2 separate regions of the Mus musculus genome follow, and region 2 is linked to region 1. Evidence: chromatin contacts called from public promoter capture Hi-C data. All regions are on one chromosome and are shown on one strand. Each heading gives the region's core, a stretch centred on a gene start, on an enhancer-like site or on the middle of the called end of the contact. The rest is flanking DNA. Distances are from core to core; before and after follow the strand shown.

Region 1 (2,700 bases), core at 57-2,556:
TTCAGCCATGTGGCCTGCAGCTCTGTTTTGGGAAAGTTGGAAGAAAGAAAACCTGGAACCCAGGAGGCAGAATACCCTGTAGGCAGCAGACCTACCTGACTGCTATCCTCGCTTTTCACAGTCTTGTCAATCTTGGCAATTTCTTCATCTGGGTCTTGCAAAAACTAAAAAAAAAAAAAAAAAAAAAAAAATCCCGGTCCACCATGGGTCCACATGGTGCGACCCAAAGACAAAAAACACAAGAGAAAAAGGGGGAAATGTTTGTTAGGTCATGAACGACATTCAACTAAAGGAAACCTCTCTCTCAACTAATTCTTTTCACTAGTAGGTAAGAAGAACCAAATTTGGTACCCAGGTAAGATGGAAGGGGGGGTGGGCTGTCCCCTTCCCAACCTGTATCCTTTGTACTCACCACGGCCACATTTGCCTTCCTTTTTCTGGAGCGGACTGAAAGGTCGGAGCCACCTTCTTCTTTCATGTTGCTGTGGTCCGTCGAGTCTCTGCAAGGGCATGGTGTCATGGGGTGCTGCTCCCCAAAAACTCAGGCCGCCCCTCCCCCACCGCTACTCACCCTTACCCTCCCGCAGCAGGGAGGCCACTCACCTCTCCCTTGGCATGGCTCAGGACTTGGGCTTGGAACTCAGACCTGGGAGGACAACAAGCAAGCATCGTGGTGAGCACGGCCCGCAGAGGGGACCTGAGTCTTCCAGTTCGTCCCGGGCACCCCTCCCCCCTCCCGCGCGGGCGGCGGCGGCGGGAGCCTCCTGGGCCCGGAGGCCGGCCGGGAAAATGGCCGATGGGCCCGGGTGGCTTGTCACCCGCAGGCGCCGCCAGCAGCCTGCGACCCTGGGTCCGAACCTGAGGTTGGGGATGGAGGCCCAGCCGCCCTTCAAGAGGACCCCCCGCTCCATCACCGTCCTCGGGGCCGGGGCTGCCTCAGTGTCCCTTTCTACACCTACCCCTGACCCGTCTCTCACAGCCACCCCGGCCGGGGCACCCCGAGCTGATACCTCAGGGGACCGGGTGACCCGGCCTCGCCCCACCCCCACCCGGGCCCGGTCCGGTCTGGTCGGACCCGGTCCGGACGCCTGGGAGTCGTGGGAGTCCCGGGAGTCCCGGGAGTCCAGGCAGCCCGTACCCGAAGCTGTGTCCGCCGCAGGCAGGCGCGCTCGAGCGGGCAGGAGGCCGACGGCGAGCGGGAAGCAGGAGGCGGGAGGCGGCGGCCGAGCGCGCGGCGCTGGCGGGATCCGCGCCTGCCCCCTACACCGCGCTGGCTGTCGAGCCGGCTGCTCCTGCGCCCGGCTTCGAGCGGGACATTTAAAAATCCCAGCGCGCGGCACCGGCCCCGTCCCGCCCTCGCGCCCCGCCCCGAGGGCTGCGAGCCCCTCAGCGGCCGCCGCAGGCCCGGGGCCCGCCCCGTCGCCGCGCGGACCAGCGAGGAGCTCTGGTGGGGGCGTGGCCTCCCGGGGGGCGTGTTCTTTTACGGGCGTGGCATGCACTAAAGGGGTGGGGCTAGATGTCAGGGCCTGCGCGCCGGGGGCGGGGTGCGGACGTGGTAGGCGGGGCCTGCGCGGGGCGGGACGCGGGAGAGTCGTCTGGCGCGCGCGGCTGCGGGGCGGGCTCGCTGACGCGGGAGAATCTTGGCGCGAGCGCCTGAAGGATTCTGAGCGTGCGGGGCCGGGAGGAGCGGCATGGGCCGCCCAAGTGGAATGTCAGCAGGGCAGATCGCAATGATCGGCGGCCGGGCTTGACTGGAGTGAGGCACGGGAGGGCCCGGAGTTAAGAACCCGTCATCCGCCGGTCTCCCGCGCGCGCGCACTGTCCCTCCTGACTCGTCCTCCCCGCCCCTGAGACGCAGAGTTCCGGGCCGAGTCCGGCGCGTGGGTGTCCCCAAGGTCACAACAGCTTGTGGCTCCTGGGACCGGAACCAGCATTCAGGCTGCTGCTGTTAGGTCTCCTGTGGACCAGCAGCAGGTCCTTTAACCTGTCAGTGTTTCTGGTCCATTCATCCACCCATTCATTCATTCATTAGGCTACCCAAGCACATTTCTGTGCCTCTAGCACACATGGGCCCAACCCGTTTGCAGAAAGCCTCTCTGACCCTTAGGTCCCCATGAGGTGAGGCAGTCTCCAGCCTATAATTTTACTCCAAGTGTTTTCATCAACCTCAGAGTATGCACATGCCTCACAAACGTGAAGTGACCCTCACCCACCCCAGACCTGACCTTCAGCCCTCCGCCCGAGCTGCTGGATCCAGCATCCGGTGCCCTTTCGCACCCCAGAGCCTCAGAGCTTGCTTTACTCTCTTCTGACCCATTCCAGCTGTTTGTGCTTCCGGAAAACTTGAAGGTCTTTGGTAACCACTTCCTCTCCGGCGTACCTTTCCCCAGGACGTCCCCTCCAGTGTTAAACTATGGCAAAGCACTTGTTTCTTCCAATCTCTTGTTCACTCTGTTTTCTTATCCCGTTGCCCCTTCTGTATCTTGGACCAAAAGGGTCACTTCCCTTATGTTAGTAAATGATATAGAAAGAAAGAAAGAAAGAAAGAAAGAAAGAAAGAAAGAAAGAAAGAAAGAAAGAAAGAAAGAAAGAAAGAAAGAAAGAAAGAGAGAAAAGAAACCCACACTGACCCAGGTCTGTGGAACATACAGGCTACTGAGACGAATGCCTTGAGCACATTGACTGCTAGCAAAGAAAGAC
Region 2 (2,700 bases), core at 37-2,536, 5.3 Mb after region 1:
TTGAAGACAGACACACAGACACACCCACAGACAGACAGACACACACACACACACACACACATACACATACAGACACACACATACACATACAGACACACACAGACACATACAGACACACACAGACACACACACAGACACACATACAGACACACATACAGACACGTACACACAGACACACACACATACACATACAGACACAGACACGTACACACAGACACACACACACAGACACACACACAGACACACAGACACACAGACACACAGACACATACACACAGACACACACAGACAGACACACAGACACATACACACAGACACACAGACACATACACACAGACACACACAGACAGACACACAGACACATACACACAGACACACAGACACATACACACAGACACATACACACAGACACACAGACACACAGACACATACACACAGACACATACACACAGACACATACACACAGACACATACACACAGACACAGACAGACAGACACACACACACACATACACACAGACACATACACACAGACACACACAGACAGACAGACACACAGACACATACACACAGACAGACACACAGACACATACACACAGACACACACAGACAGACAGACACACACACAGACACACAGACACATACACACAGACACACACAGACAGACAGACACACACACATACACACCTTGCACCCTTTAGGTTGCTTGGTTCCTAGTAACATCGTCAGCCCCAGATATGGGAAACCTCATCAACGCATAAATTACAAGTGGGAAATTCAGTTCTCTGACTGAAGAGGAAGGACAAGCGGGGAACTGTGTTGAATTGTATTGAAGCCTGTGGGTACTTTTAGAGTTCAAAGTGTCAGTAGCTCACAAGGGAGGATGAAGGGGTAGAAGACCAGTCTATATTTTTCTGATTTAGCATGAAGCAAAGAAAAAAAAAAAGCATAGTGAGAAATATCCAGTTACATTTGAACATCATACAAACCAAGCTTTTTCATCTTTTCCTCCTCCTTTTCTTTCCCCCCTCTTCTTCCTCCTCTTCTAAGTGTAAATAGTACTCACAAAGTATTTGAGACATTTCATACCAAGAAATATAGTGACTACCTATTTGTTTTTAAATTTGAACATCAGCCAGGAGGTCTCGCTCTCCTGCACTCACCAGGACTCACTTCAAGAAGCACCACCCAAAACTCTTACTTCTGCTTTCTTACTGACCTAGCATCTAAAGAAAAGCCCCAACCTATATTCACCCACAGCAAGGTCCCCAGGCCAGGCATAGCTCTGTTCCCTCCCTCCCAGCCACTAGAGAGGGCTGGGAAGGATCAGTTGCAAATGTCCAAGGGCCAAATGCTCCATAAAACATGGAGTAGGCAGGTGGGTATGGGGGAGAAGGGAGTGGAGGGAAAGGGAGATGCAATGGGCTCGAAACTTGCAGTTTGTCTTGCACCGGTACCCAGGGCTCAGCTTCCGCCTACATTTCCCCTCCTCTCTCACTCCAATCAAACACAGACCAGCTGAGAAGGAGGCCAACTTGTGCAAGTCCAAGATCCCCCTAAGGCCACGATGTCACTGCTGCTGTTCCTGCTGTCCTTCCTGTTGGATGGTGAGTGGGTCCAAGGCCAGAGTGGCTCAAATTGGGGCTGGGGCTGGGGCTGGGGCTGGGGCTGGGGCTGGGGCTGGGGCTGGGGCTGGGGCTGGGGCTGGGGCTAAAGCTTATGCCTCTGTCTCCGACAGGGCCTCAAGGTCAGATGGAGAGCTACTTCCTACAGGTGCAGAGAATTGTGAAGGCACAGGAGGGTCTGTGCATCTTCGTGCCCTGCTCCTTCTCCTCCCCTGAGGGAAAATGGCTTAACCGTTCCCCACTTTATGGCTACTGGTTCAAAGGCATCAGAAAACCATCACTTTCATTTCCAGTGGCCACAAATAACAAAGATAAAGTGTTAGAATGGGAAGCCCGAGGGCGCTTCCAGCTCTTGGGGGATATCTCTAAAAAGAACTGTTCCTTGCTAATCAAAGATGTTCAGTGGGGAGACTCAACAAACTATTTCTTCCGGATGGAGAGAGGATTTGAGAGATTCAGTTTCAAGGAGGAGTTCAGGCTACAAGTGGAAGGTAAGAGTTGTAGACATAGCAGGGAACCTTGGTCTCTCACTGGGGGAGGGACAGTGGAAGATAAACTGTGATGCAAAGAAGACTACTTCTGGGAGGAGCCGCTGGAGTCACAGGATTGGTATCCTCTCCCTTAGCCCTGACTCAGAAGCCAGATATCTTCATTCCTGAGGTCCTGGAGCCTGGGGAGCCAGTGACCGTTGTCTGCTTGTTTTCCTGGACCTTCAACCAATGCCCAGCTCCTTCTTTCTCCTGGATGGGGGATGCTGTCTCCTTCCAAGAAAGCAGACCGCACACATCCAATTACTCAGTTCTGAGCTTTATCCCAGGACTTCAACACCATGATACTGAGCTCACATGTCAGCTGGACTTCTCTAGAATGAGCACACAAAGGACTGTCCGACTAAGAGTGGCCTGTGAGTATGGTATGGTGCTTTGGGCTGTCCTGGTGGTAGGAGGTAGAGAATTCCCCAACTCCATGCTCAGGAGGGTTCACGGAGGTGTGGTGGGGATGTCATTTAGTTGGTAGAGTGCTTGCCCAGCATGCACGAGGCCCTGGGTTCCATCCTCAGCAGCACATATACGGGA

Evidence for each region. Promoter capture Hi-C pulls out the DNA fragments that hold promoters and counts their contacts.
Region 2: a contact with region 1 is called in a promoter capture Hi-C map of pre-B cells. The contact joins the promoter of Siglecg here to the promoter of Ccne1 in region 1. A contact is called at or near these places in 1 of 39 promoter capture datasets (pre-B cells) and 1 of 484 Hi-C or Micro-C datasets (B cells).

Annotation. Positions count from the first base shown.
Region 1 is chr7:38,106,184-38,108,883 of GRCm38.p6, forward strand. It overlaps Ccne1 (cyclin E1), which reads right to left and starts at 1,307. Exons shown (of 12, transcript NM_007633.2): 1 at 1,139-1,307; 2 at 604-646; 3 at 413-500; 4 at 96-164. The coding sequence starts at 617.
Region 2 is chr7:43,406,994-43,409,693 of GRCm38.p6, forward strand. It overlaps Siglecg (sialic acid binding Ig-like lectin G), which reads left to right and starts at 1,287. Exons shown (of 12, transcript NM_172900.3): 1 at 1,287-1,377; 2 at 1,513-1,606; 3 at 1,738-2,115; 4 at 2,250-2,528. The coding sequence starts at 1,567.